2 separate regions of the Mus musculus genome follow, and region 1 is linked to region 2. A link is a contact called in public promoter capture Hi-C data. All regions are on one chromosome and are shown on one strand. Each heading gives the region's core, a stretch centred on a gene start, on an enhancer-like site or on the middle of the called end of the contact. The rest is flanking DNA. Distances are from core to core; before and after follow the strand shown. Region 1 overlaps Tmem170b (transmembrane protein 170B). Region 2 holds the start of Tmem14c (transmembrane protein 14C).

Evidence for each region. Promoter capture Hi-C pulls out the DNA fragments that hold promoters and counts their contacts.
Region 1: a promoter capture Hi-C map of neutrophils shows a contact between it and region 2, with 4 times the contacts expected there. The contact joins the enhancer-like site here to the promoter of Tmem14c in region 2. A contact is called at or near these places in 15 of 39 promoter capture datasets (the 3T3-L1 cell line, 3T3-L1-derived adipocytes, the C10 cell line and 10 more), 1 of 484 Hi-C or Micro-C datasets (the N1E-115 cell line), 5 of 115 datasets of contacts at active chromatin or transcription factors (the 230-238 cell line, the SCID.adh cell line, embryonic stem cells and 2 more) and 1 of 9 other capture datasets (liver).

The regions. Positions count from the first base shown.
Region 1 is chr13:41,624,811-41,632,097 of GRCm38.p6, reverse strand. It overlaps Tmem170b (transmembrane protein 170B), which reads right to left. Exons shown (of 3, transcript NM_001163572.2): 2 at 3,950-4,120. Among named protein-coding and RNA genes, the nearest start is that of Gm5082, 20 kb to the left of the region's middle. Within about 2 kb of position 4,082, at least 37 of the 459 cell types and tissues checked have an H3K27ac peak or open chromatin away from gene starts, as enhancers often do. A contact at or near this core is called in hippocampal neurons and pre-B cells, where this site is marked.
Region 2 is chr13:41,014,544-41,021,179 of GRCm38.p6, reverse strand. Tmem14c (transmembrane protein 14C) reads right to left here and starts at 4,930. Exons shown (of 6, transcript NM_025387.3): 1 at 4,782-4,930; 2 at 4,007-4,065; 3 at 3,398-3,474; 4 at 2,723-2,824; 5 at 1-61. The coding sequence starts at 4,029.

The DNA.
Region 1 (7,287 bases), core at 2,833-5,332, 610 kb before region 2:
GGGGGGTGAGGTCTCCTATGCTTAAGCTCTGCCCAGTGTGGAATTCCAGTCTCTTCCTAGGTACTTGAAGAAGACAGTCTCCTCCTGCTGTCTTTGGATTAAGATGTAGAACTCTAGGCTCCTCCAGTGCCATGTCTGCCTGAATGGCACCATGCTTCCAACTGAACCTCTGAACATGCAAGCCAGCCACAATTAAATGTTGTCTTTATAGGAGTTGCCTTGGTCATGGTGTCTCTTCACAGCAATATCCTACTCTAAATGAATTAAACACTTTACTATAATAGGTAAAGGTCTAAAATAAAGGAGATATATATACACACACACACACACACATATACACACACATATATATATATATTTATATCAGAGAAGAATATTTATTATTTTTATTCTGGTATGAGACAAAATTTCTTTCTTTTTTTAAAGATTTATTGTATGTATATGAGTACACCATAGCTGTCTTCAGATATATCAGGAAAGGGCACCAGATCCCATTAGAGATGGCTGTGAGCCACCATGTGGGTGCTAGGAATTGAAGACCTCTGGAAGAACAGTTGGTGCTCTTAATCACTGAGCCATCTCTCCAGGCCCGAGACAAAATTTCTTAATGCCCCAAATTATAAACCCTAAGTAGGAAACAAACAAACAAACCAACCAACCTGTAAGCTATATTACATTGTTATTTAAACATTTCTACTGAATAAACTCACTACATGAAGAGAACCGATAAGAACCTGAGAAAAATGGTTTGCAAAACCCAAACCAGGCCCTCAGTGTAAGTACGTGAGGAGTGAAGCATCTGTAAGGCACGTGAGGAGTGTCTGTAAGGCAGTAAGGAGGAGCCAGGGCAGCCAAAGAAGAGCACAGAGAATCAAGCAATGTGCAGAGGGGAAAGCTTTGTCAACAGCGAGTGCAGAAAGAGACGCTGAGACTCACCAGTACACAGAGAAATGCAAATTAAATCAACCAAAAGCTGTCGCTCTATATCTTTAGATAATACTTATAAAAGATTAGACAACTAAAATAGGGCACAATACAGAAATAAACCCATTTTTTTTCTTTTTTAAAACTTTATTTGTAACAAGGTGTGGTAACACACACCTTTGATCCCAGTACCCAAGAGGCCGAAGCAAAGACAGGCAAATCTTTGAGTTCCAGGCTAGCCTGGTCTACAGAGAGTGATTCAGGACAACCAGGGCTACAAAGAAAAATCCTGTCTCAAACATGCACACAGACACACACACAGACACACACACACACATCACAAAGAAGCTCCTAATGTATGTAACAGGGAACAGGCTGCATGCGCTCATATGTTGCGGTGAAAGAAGGGTGCTAGGCGCCCTGGTCCTGGGTGTCCTCTCTACCTTACCCCTGAGACATCGAGCCTCAATGAAATGGAAGCTCACCACTCGGCAGCTAGGCTATCCTAAAACCTTGACTCCCATGGGACTAAAGGTTTGCATGGCCATACCCAGGGTATTGCATGGGAGCTGGGGCACCAACTCAGGTCCTCACATTTACACAGCAAGTACTCACACTGAGTTACCTCCCTAGCACCATTCCAACCCACCCCCTTTCTGTTTAAATCAAACTAGGCAGTATCAATATAAACCAAAATGAGAAGAACAAATACTATATACCCAAATGACACATCACTTGTTCTTGGAAACAAAATCTAAGTAACAACATAATGGATATGTGCCAATATACATCCCATCAGCATCATACTGATAAGGCTATTTAGCAACTGCTGGATTCAATGTAGAGCTATATAAGCCACCAATAAGCTACATTAACAAAAGACATACAGGGGCTGCAGCGATAGCTCAGTGGTTAAAAGCACTGAGTACTCCTCTAGGGCACCTGGGTTTGCTCCTCAGCACCTACACGGTGGCTCACAACCACCTGTCAATCCAGTTCCAGGGGATGGGATGCTCTCTTCTAGCATCTCTCTGACAACACTGCATGAATGTGGCACACAGATATGCGTGCAGGGAAAGCACCCATATGCATAGAAGAAAAATGGAAAAAAGTTTTTTTAAATAAAGAGAAAGAGAAGACATACAGCTAAATATTCTAGTTATTTTTTAATTCATGTTTGCAAGTCGAAATAGTACTAACAAAACATTTCTGTATGTTTCAGATAAAAACCAAATTTTTATCTGAAATTGTGGCAGACTCACATTTTCAAGGATTTCTCAACATTTCATTGCAGTTTTAAGAATCACTAATTTATTATACTTGCCATGGAACTGAAGTGGGTTGGTTACATGCACATAGCCATATTTCACATAAATGGAGGCAGAATTCCCCACATACCCTTCAAAATCTTACAATGACATATCCACATGGTTAGTGTTTATAACATCTGAGCAAACTGCTTCTCTGTGTCCCCAGCTCATAGACCACAACAGTAGCCCACACTGACTGTCCCTGTCTCCTGGAATGTCACTATAGTGAGCAGCACATAGCTATCACCTAGCCCAGCCCCTCATCCAGTATAGATTCTACTCATAGCTCTTAACTCCTCTTCCTTCCTCTTTATTTCCCTTCTTGATTCTACCCATTTCCTTCCTTCTTTTTTTCTTTCACCCCACCTACCCAGCTAACAGAACAACTGTCTAGGTAGCTTTACTAGTGGGTGTGGCAATGAAGGCCCTACCTTTAAGAGTTTTCTCTTGCTTCTTCTCATACTCTCCATAAAGTTATAAAACAAAATCTGACTGAAGAGCGCCCCCACCCATCTGTGGCCCAGAGATGCTCAGAAGTTTATGTCCTCAATGCCCACCCACAGAGGTTCATGTATACCTCAAAGCCCACCCACAGAGGTTCATGTATACCTCAAAGCCCACCCACAGAGGTTCATGTATAGCATATATTGCTCTTTCAGAAGACATGGTTCCGTTCCCAGTACCTATGTGACAACTAACAACCAGCTGTAACTCCAGTACAGTGGCTCGCAATCCTCTTCTAGCCTCTGTATGCACTGCATGCACAAAATTCACAGACATACAGATAGGCAGGCAATCTTTTAAAAAGGGAAAAATAAAAATATCTACTTGTTTTCTGTGGCCTGCAGAAAAATCTCCAGACTTCTTGACTAATCTTTCAAGATTAGCACTTACTCCAGTCTCTTCTTCATGACTCTCTGAGAACCCCAGGAGCTAGACCTGCGCCTGGCCGGTACTATATAAGTAAGGCTTTCCTCATATTCTGTGGCCAGAATCAAGTGAAAGAAAGAAGTCCCTGTGGAGAGCCCCAAACAGTGCAGTGCAGTGGTTAGGGCCCACAGTGTAGAAGACAGCCAAGGGGAATGCCTGCCCTGTGTGTCTATGGCTCAAAAGCAGCAGGGACCTAAGTCAGCAGCCATAAGCACAACCCGGTAAGAAAGCAGCTGAGGGGCTTCCGGATGCAACGGGGTTCTGCTCCAGCAGCAGCCCAGAAACCAGAACTAACTCTGAAGTACAGCGAGGAGCAGGGACAAGTTCACTGTCAGGAGAACAAAACAGGTGACAGGCTAAGGAAATCCACAAGACAGCTCAGCAGAAAACTGTACATTTCCTGAAGCAGAGAAATCATAAGTGGTTGTTGTCACAGGCAGATGAGCCCACAGACTCAAAGGCTCGATCTTCAGTGTCTATCTTCTTTCCTTAATAGACAGGAGGCATATTTAAAGCAGAGACTTCTTTTGCTATAAAGCACTTTCAGACTGAATCAGCCATGCCCCTTGCCAATGCCATTTCTCACAAATCCACGCAGAGCAAACGCACATAGTTACATGCGTTATCTGTCCGGTGAGTAAATCAACTCACCTTTGCCTTCTAGGCTGTAAGTGCTGAGGACCAGTCTACATGAAAAATAGTGTTTCTTTTACAATAACAACAGCACTTACCAAAGCAGTATTTGCATATAAAATTATATCTTTAAACAAAATAAGTCAACTTACTAGTAATCATTGCTCCAGTTACAGAAGCCAGAAACCCGATGCTGACAGCAATGATGGAGATCACTCTCCCCTGCCTGTGCCTCTGCAGCATCACAAACATCAGCACGCCTGCAGCACCGTGGACAAACAGAGAGGAGAAGAGAGCCCAGAGGAAGATCCAGTACCACATCTCTGAAAGGGAAAGAACAGTGTTAGTCCTGCTGCAGAAGTGTAGTTCGGAAGACTCAGCCAGCAAGCAGTGAGTACCCATGGCTGGGGAGAACCCTGAACAAGAGAGAGTGCATAAAAGGCCTCACCTGCTATCTGATCCACAGGAGAAAGGGAGTCAGGGACTATTATTAAAGCTAATTAAGGCTTAATGGAAGAATAGCTCCATGATCTCAAAAGGTGAAGGCCATGTTGTCGCTTCCTCTCCACATCCCATTTAGAAAGCAATCCATCAGCTTGCCTCCTGTAACTGTAATAATTTACCCAGGACTTTCACTGTGCTTTATGCTGTCTTCAACATGTTCCCAATGGACTGTTCACTGCTGACTTAACACACCACAGGGACGGAGCACACCCCCTTATGCCTCTCCAGCCTTCATTTCCTTTCTTCCAGGCCTCTGTTGCTTCTCACTATCCACACACTTCCCCTAGAGACTGATGCTCGGTACTGGTATAACTCCATCTCCCTGGCCACATCCAAGAGGCAGCAGCTGCTCTGTGTGGGGCTGAACAGTCCCTTTCTCTGGGAGATTTTGATTGGAATGCACTCACTGTTCTCCATCTCTGGGTAACTGAAATTAAACCTGTTTCCTTCACCACACAGTGCAGGCCACAGAACAGAAAGAAAGAAAGAAATCCACCAATGACAAGAGGCCACCAAGACTGTGTTTCAGCAACTTCCGAGGTCTATCATATTACTATCCTCATACAGAAGACAACATCCCAGTTTCTCCCTACTTAGCACCTGCTTCATGTGAACCAGTTCAGGAAAGTTTGCTTCTAACTGAAAAGCCAACCAGCATGTTTAGCCTCCCCTGAGAGGGTCCTCTTTGGTATGCAAACACTCTATGAGGAAGGGTCTCTTCTGCCGTTTGTGCTACTCGGACTTTCTGTCAAGTCATTATGAGAGGACACTTTTTAAAAGTAAGGGCTATTTTCCCAAACGTTATAGTGGAAATTTGTAACCATGCAATTACCATGAAAAACAGTATGGTAGTTCCTCAAAAACCCTAAGAACAGAACTACCATATGAGCCAATGCCATTCCTTGGTGGGTATCTGAGCTGGTTAGGTTTAGGACCCTCACTTGACGTGCTGCTCAGATCACAGTGCTCTGTGGCCTTGTCTGTGAGAGACTATCTGGATTGATAATTGCTTTGAGTGGGCACAGTCATTCCTAGACTACATAAGAAATCTAACTGGGGACTAGAGAGATGGCCCAGCTATCTCAAGTTCTCTTCCTAGCACCCAGCATGGTAGCTCAAGACTGTCTGTAATACAAGTTCAGGGGATCCATGCCCCTTTCTGGCATCCATGGGCACCTGGTGCACATACATATATGTAGGCAAAATACTCACACACATTAAAGAAAAGTAAGTAAACAGCAAGAAAGCCAGCTATCAGTTAGCATGCCAAAGTGAATGGGGAAATCTTACAAGGCCCCCACACCAGATGGAGAGCTATAGGCAGGCAACTGATGACTGTTGAGAGAGGGAAAAACCATTCTTCAGAAATTAACCTCATAATTGGTGTACAACACCAAGTGGTCAGCTCAAAAAACATAACACACAAGCAAAACTAGACTCAGCAGGTTCTGTTTATATGTATATACATGTATATAATGAAAAGGAGAAAAATGTCTTGGTAATTAGGAAAGAAGGGGGGAATGAAGGGAGAGAGAGAGGAGGGGAGGAAGGAATGGAAGGATTAAGGAAGGAAGAAAGGAAGCAAGCAAGCTAACTAGTATGTATTCTGCTTATGTCCTAGGAACTTCTATGAGGCAAGAATAAAGAGTGGTGGACTAACTCTTAAGCAGAGGAAATTTCAAGACAGCATAGCACCAGGTCTATGATGTGGCTATTTCTGATTACTCTGATGCAGGCCTACATAAAGAAAAGCAACAGGTAGGGCAGAAAGAAAAGGATGTGCGGCTTAAAGAGGAAGAATAAAGCAGCCATAAAGACATTTGAATTTAAAAAAAAAAAAGGCTGTGATTTTTAGAGAGAAAAGCATCACAAAAGGCAATCTTTGTGCCCTTCACTGGGAGAAAAGGCACTCGACAGCAAGGCCTCCCCCAGCTAAGCATACAGCATGTGACAGGAGAAAGTCTAAGAGGTAAACAAACACTTAGCCAAGGTTTCCCACAGCTTCAGCATAGAGAAGCTTCTGCAACTATGGTTTAAGGAAGGGAGCAGTGTCTACTCCACACTGACAGCTCAACTTGGCAGTGCCATCCACATGCTCTGCATTCTGAGGCATGAAAGATGCATGGTTAAGAAAGTCATTGGTTCTGTCTCCAGAATTTTAGAGAGTGGCTCTATTCGTCAGGATTCTAGAGAAGCAAAACTGACAGACTGCATCTATACATACATTAAAAGGGGATTTATCATATCTGGCTAATCCAACAATAGCTGTCTCCCAAGAGAAAAGCTAAGAGTCCTGTAGTTGTTCAGCCTATGAGGATGGATCTGGCAGGCCCAAGCTGGTGCTCACACTTGAGGGAGGTCCTAGAGAGAGCTGCCCACATTCAGCTCAAGACTGAAGAAGTATGTTCCAATACCAGCAAAGGAATGCCCAAACGGCAGGATAGATGAATTTGCCAGCAAGAGTGAAAGCAAGCGTGCAAAAACCAAAAGCTCCTTTCTTCAATGTCATTGGGGCAAGCCACCAGAAGGTGTGGGCCAGATTTAAAGTGGTCTTCTAACCTCAAATGATAAAGATTAGAGTGGATCTTCCATATCAAATGATCCAATCAAGGAAAATCCTTCATAGGTTTGCCCAGCTGCTTGATTTTAATACTTCAGGTGCAGTCAAGCTGACAACCAATATCAGTTATCTCAGTTCCTGAGGCTCCGCAACATGTGGCAGGGACAGAGCCTCTGAGAGGTCATTGTGTGAACTTGTGAACTTTGTGAAGCCTGTGTTGTAGCAGAGAACCCAAGATGTTGGGAGATGCCAAAGCCATGAGATATCTGCCAAAGAGATCTGCCTAAAGCAAGGGGGACCAGCCCAAAAGAGAGATGCATGTTGCAGGCAGCAAGGAGGTGGAGGAGTAGAGCCACTAAGCCCATTGAAACAGAAACTCTTAATACTGGACGTGGAGATACAGGATTTGGTGGTCTCCCCCGGGTT
Region 2 (6,636 bases), core at 3,681-6,180:
ATAAATTTCCCCGAGTTGTAGAATCTCATCCCCATAATTCCGGCCAAGGTCCCAGATGTAGCTGCGAAAGAGAAAGGGCATCCTGATCAGATCCCACACACAGGAGCACAGACGTGAAGTCCCATCCACCTTTTGAGGCCCAGACTCCATCCTGTGAGGGGCGAGGGCGAGAACTAAGCTTCGCTGCTGCCCATAGTACTCGGGTCTAAGGACAGATACTGGCCAAGTACAGCCCTCCACACTCTGCTATGGCTGACTCTAGTCCCCGGAGGCTGTTTCCAGTGCTTGGCTCTCACATTAGACACTAGTTTGGAGTCCGTGGAGTGGAGAGATGATCACTAAAGTGGGGCTTTGAAGGCTGCAGCCACGCCAGGTCTCTAATCTCGGTTTCCTGGTCCCTCTCACTGTGAACAAACCCTACGACAAGGAGCTGGGACACTCCCCCCACTGTGCCTCTATCAGGACTGCTCTTTGAAACTGGGAACAGCTGCTCTGCCCGGCGTGTGGTCAGGGGAGGGAACTTATCTCCCCAAGCCCGGTGGCCTCTGTGGCCTCATTTTCAACACTCTGCTGCAAAACCCAGGCTTCAACCATAAATGTTTTCACTTTTTCAAAAAATACCATGCAGTTTCTTTACCCTACTGGTAAAGGTAGTATTTTGCCAACTACCAAGTGTTTTGATAGAAAAATGCTGACTGTATGTGCTAAGCCAGAGAGTTGACTATATTGGACAATAGTCTCCACCCTTCCAGTGTTTCAAGCCTCAAGATGCAAGCTAGCTTAAAGAATCACACACAAAGTCTAATTTGTGCTACAATAAACGCTACATACACGACCTAATGGGAGCGGGCAATTGATTCGGGAATATTACAAAGGGTTAACTAAGGAAGCAAAGATTATAGCCAGGGTCTGCAATTAAAGTAAGAGTGAATGAGCTGACGAAATCACTCTCTAGGCTGGGGAACTAGTACATGCAAAGACCCTGACAGGAGGGTACAGGTCACACTGTCAAGGTCACTGGCCATTTGTATTAAGACGAGACGAGACTCTGGCCACGTGAAACAGAGTGAGCATGTGTACAGATACAGGTCCCCGTGAGACTCGGGGAAGCACACCATGGCCAAGGGGACAGAAACAGAGACTTAAGTGGACCCACAATGCACGGGAGAGGAAGACGTGAGGGAAAGTTAAGTGGGTTCTTCCAGAAGCTTCTGAAAGGAAGGGGAAAGCCAGCGGCCGAAGAGGAAGCACGCTCTGAGATCCTTCCTCATCTAAACAAGTCAAAGTTGACCACAGGTTGTCCTGGCTGCTTTGTGTGTCAGCTTGACACAGCTGGAGTTATCACAGAGAAAGGAGCCTCCCTTAGGAAAATGCCTCCAGGAGAGCCAGCTGTGAGGCATTTTCTCAATTAGTGATCAAGGGGGAAAGGCCCCTTGTGGGTGGTGCCATTCCCAGGCTTGGGTTCTATGAGAGAGCAAGCAGAGCAAGCCAGGAGAAGCAAGCCAAAAAGGAACATCCCTCCATGGCCTCTGCATCAGCTCCTGCTTCCTGACCTGCTTGAGCTCCAGTCCTGATTTCCTTTGGTGATGAACAGCAGTATGGAAGTGTAAGCTGAATAAACCCTTTCCTCCCCAACTTGCTTCTTGGTCATGATGTTTGTGCAGGAATAGAAACCCTGACTAAGACACATGTGAACTTCATGTGTGGAGACACTACACGGGAATACAGATAAACGATAGGCCGGAGACAGTTCACAGTCGGGAGTCAACGCCCTGGTAGAGGGGAGAAAAGGGAGAGGAGCTGGTCTGGAAGCTTCAGTCTGTAAGGGAGACAACGGAGTGGCTGCTGGTCTGTCTGTCTGTCTGTCTGTCTGTCTGTCTGTTTTGATCAAGTACCCATGGAATCTCTTGAAGAGAGCAGAATGCTGGGATCAGAGAGGCAGAAGTGGAGTGGGAGCCGTTCTAGAGCACAATGAGGAAGCTGTTCGGAAGAACCAGGAACCCAGTGCATCCTCTTTCCTCAGACTGCCCACAGCTGACCTCCCTCCCTACCCCACTGCTGGTGTGCAGAGCCTACTCTGTGACACGGTCGGTGACTTTTAGGAGGGTTAGCTTTGCATGTGTCCTTACACTGTTCTGTTCGAGTGAAAGGCACAGAGGTACCACACCCCTGGCAATGGCTAGCACTTGGGTGGAGACCAAGAAAACTGTGTCAGAAAACACCATGATAAGAAGTCATCTTTTTTCCCTTCCAGCATGGGCTACACCTGGGGCACTTTATCTACAGTTCCAGAGTCCCATGACCTGACTGACCACTGAGCTTAAATGCCTCCCGAAGGCAAGGTCTGCCTGTGTCTTACACAATTAACTGCCTAGGAAAGAGATGTCCACCTGGGGAAAAGGCTACATGAGCTCAGGCTTCGTGGGATGTGTGAGACTTCTCTCTAAGTTCCAAGCAGGCCGTCTTTAGTCTGGAACCTCAGTAGTTAACACACAGTCTCGTCCACTTGAAAACAAGTCTCACTGAGAACATTACACCCATGTTGCGTGAAACCTTCCTGTATTCAGTATACAGAACAGAAACAACCCGGGGTTCTCCGTGATGAAACCCACCCTCTGCTTGGCAGACGCAGCTGAAAAGCAGAGAAGAGAACCTGCCACACACGCCCACCAGAGTCTCAGGGGCAAGCAGAACACAGAGGCAGCACCTGAGGCAAACCTACCTAGGAAAACCCACACATTCCTGGGATCCTGAGACAGCTGGTAGGCCCCCAGGCCTGCCAGGCCCCCGAAGAAGAGTCCAGCAGCCAGGGACGGCACACTACCTGGGGAGAAGAAAGCAGGCATGCATCCATGTTGTGATGTTACAACGTCACATAAAGAACATGCAAGACTCCCCTCCCCTGCAGAGGAAAGCTGTCAGAGAGAGGCTGTCTTTACGAGGCTTACAGCCAGTGTTCCCAGCATAGGAGAATCTTGGTGTCTACCATAGAAGTCAGGGTCTTATCACCCCAGCCCTCTCTCTCCTTTAGGAGGTGTGGCTCAGTACAGTGCTTGTCTGACTTAGATGACCCTGGCTTGAGCCTGTTTTAAACAGATGATACAGAGTGAGCAGAGACAAGAGATTTCCTCCTTGAGGAGCTGAGAGACAACGCGGTGTATGGCAATGGTCGATAACACCCACCCACTAATACCCCTGCCTATCTGTATGTAAAGAGGGGAAAAAAAAAAAAAAAAAAACGCCTGGCTCCACTCAGCCAGATAATCAGAGGCCAATGCAGGGTGTACTCAGGGCCTAAAGCAAACTTGAGTCAAGCCATATTAGGTGTCAAGGGCTCTGGGGACCCACATGTCACTGGACTAAGGTGACAATTTTAAGAGTAACAAGAAAGGCTCACCTGCTTTGGCATAGCCAATAATCCCACCGGTAGCAACCAGGGCTGCATAGCCGAAACCAAAATAATGTAAAGGCATCCTGAAAAGGCCAAAGGGAGAAGCCAGTGTCAACCGAGTATAAAATACAACACACAAAATCACTGGATGGGGCCTGCGGGAACTTGGCCTTGGTGGCGATGCGCCCCCCACCCCCGGCTCCCGGAGGCTGGCAACCTGAGTTTGGTTACATTACAATGGTCCACATAGCAGAAGATCAACTCCCGCAACTCCTGAAAATTGTCCTCTGACACCTACAAACTCAACATGGCACGAATGCATCCACACAAAGAAGTAAATGTAATTGCTTAAATCATCCTCAGGGACAAAAGGATTGTCGTTTCCAGCAAATTCTGCCAGTGCCCAATCAGAAAGAAAGATAGGCCAGGTGGCAGGCTCGGTGAAAGAACTAGCCAGTGGCAGAACTGGATTCAAGTCCATGTCCCAGGCCGCTAGTTCAAGGATCATGTCACAACCTACGCTGCCTGGTGGGCAGTGCCAAGCTGGAGGTTCCCGTCATGTGCTCTGGTTTTAGAGGCTCCCAGTGATTCTACTCCGATGCACAGGGCACTTACAATGGGCCACTGTCTTTCTGCATTGTTCAGTCGCTTTGGAGACCACACCAGGCCTGCACCTGTGGAGGAGAGGTCAGAGCAGTCAAGAGACACGCTGACCTCTAGCAATCAGGAAGAAATGAGTTCAAGGTACAGCTCTGGGTGTGATTGCAACTGCCGCCTGGACACACACAGTCACTAGTCGCCCTAGCTCTGCTGTCCAGTGAAGGTAACTGGATAACAAGTAAAACACCTCTGTGAATATTAAGTGTTGTAGAGACACCAAATATTTTTACCACAGCCTCTACTATAGCACAGGCCCACCGAAACGAGCAGGAGTCACGGAGCAGCTCTGGAGCAGCTGACTGTCTCATCAGTTAGTTGATTGCTAAATCAGAAAACAAATGGCCTGTACCTCCATTCTTCTTAGCGTCTCCGAGAAGCAGGGTAAATGCTGCTTTCTCTCCAACGTCCTCCATACTCAGTTTGCAAACTTTTAGAAACCCTTGCACCCAACCCTCGGCTCCTATTAGGCTGGAGCAAGGGACCAGAAAATGCTCGGAACCCTAGTCGCAACTGCACTTAGACGCGCTACAACCCTACAAAGTGACTCCTGCTCTCTTACGGAAAAGCCCTCCGTGGCGCGGAAGCAGCGCACGCGCGTTTAGGTTTCCACTCCCGGAACCGCAGTTAGAGAACATTTTAGAGAGGCGGGAAGCGGGCCGGGGAAGCGAGCTCAGCAGAGTGTGCACGGAACGATTCCCCTGGTGATAGAGTCGGCAAAGTAAGAACACACCCAACCAACACTGGAGCCGGAGCCGGAGCCGGGAGGCCTGTGCTGTAGGACGAGGGCGCGAGCAGACAGCGAGAAGCCGAGGTCAGGAGCCGGGTGTGCAGACGTCACAGCGTGCGCTGCGTCCTAGCGGGAGGGGCGGGACCTGGATAGCCGGGAGGAACCTGAGGTGATTGGCTGGGCATCATCCTAGGCGGTCTTCGGGTGATGGGGCGGGGCTTGGTTCCGGCTTGGGAGTAGTGGGGTGGAGGAGCACCAGGTTTGGCTGCTGAGTTTGGGGTCCGTACTCCGAGGGTGAGCCAGTTTGATACAAGGATAATGGGATTAATAAAAGCCATCAGGAAAGGGTACCAGGCTGGTAGAAGAGGCATATCAGCCACAAGTCAAAGCAACTCAAAGTGTTTATGTACTGCCATGTGCCCAGTATAGATCTTAAGTATAGACATTTAAACAGTGAACCAATCTATTTTTAAGAAATTTTTGCCCTGGGAGAGCCTAAGTATTTACTCCTCAGAAGGTCTCAATTACAAATCAAAGTTCACCCCGAGGAACCAATGAGTTTATTAAAGTTCCTTACAAAGCATGACTGAGGAGTTTCAGGCAGAAGGGACAAGTCATGCTGGAAAACCTATACCCAGCGAGAATGATGGCTTACTTATGGCTGTGCAGAGCCCCGTTTCCTAGTCCCTGTCCACCTATAAACTCTAGCCCTTCCTCAAGTCACATGCAACTAGGTCAGAATGCATGAAACTGGGTGGAAGGGGTAACGGGATATAGGTGAGGGGCCCCACGACCCTCTCCACTCCTTTTCTAAATGAAGGTGAACAGTCAGGCAAACAGTCAACAAGCCCAGCTGGGACCATCTTTTGCAAGCAGGCACAGCTGACCCTCATGAAGATGGCGGCAACCTGGCGCAGATAGTAGTGCGGAACTGAATCCCACACGCTCTATCAGAGAAGCACTGTACGTATTGGCCCTTAAGAGCACTGAGGGTCTTGCTGTAGAGGACACACGTAGTCAAGGACTTAATCCGGGGCTTGCGTGTGATGGCCCTAGTCATGGACTGTGAATGTTTTGTCTCCTGTATATCATACTTGAACGTCTCACGTAATTTTGGTGTCTGCAAATACAGCATCTTGGACTATTTAACTACTCTGTTTTGCCCAGGCTGGCCTGGAACTGCTGGGCTCAAGTGATCCTCTCTCGGGAGCCTCCTGGGTTACTGAGGCTCCAGGCACATGCTATCTGGATTCCTAGTTATGCCAGCCTCATACACTTCTGTCTGTGCACTTCTCAGGAGACCGTTAACTCTTTGCCACTGTGGGTATAACAGTGGCCGGCTGCACCAAGATTCCTAGATGCCTGCCAACAGAAGGATCCCGGAAATAAACTAGGACTAGGTAGAAGATACAACTCACTCCTGTAGGCACTAGGGAAAGGTCAAGGCTCCAAGTTGCAATCAAACCACATAGAATTGTTACAAAAGCTTGGACAACCAGGAGATTCCAGCTAACTGTATCATTGAAGCCCATGTTTTCTTCTAACATTTTGTTTTCTTTACACAAGCTCTCGGGTGGTCAGAAACTGCCTCAATTCTAATTCTCGGAACTCCTTCTACCTCCTGAATGCCAGGATTACAAGGATGCCTCACGTGCTCAATTAAAACATTGTTTACATACAACTCCTCCCAAAGCCAAGTTATGTTTTATAAAAAAAAAAACAAACAAACAAACTCTATCATAGATGACTTTGTGTGTATGTGGGGATGTGAGAGGGGGCACATGTGTGGTGGTACAAATGTGGAGGCCAGAAAACAAGTTGTGGGGAGACAATTTTTTTCCTTCCACAACTGTGGGCT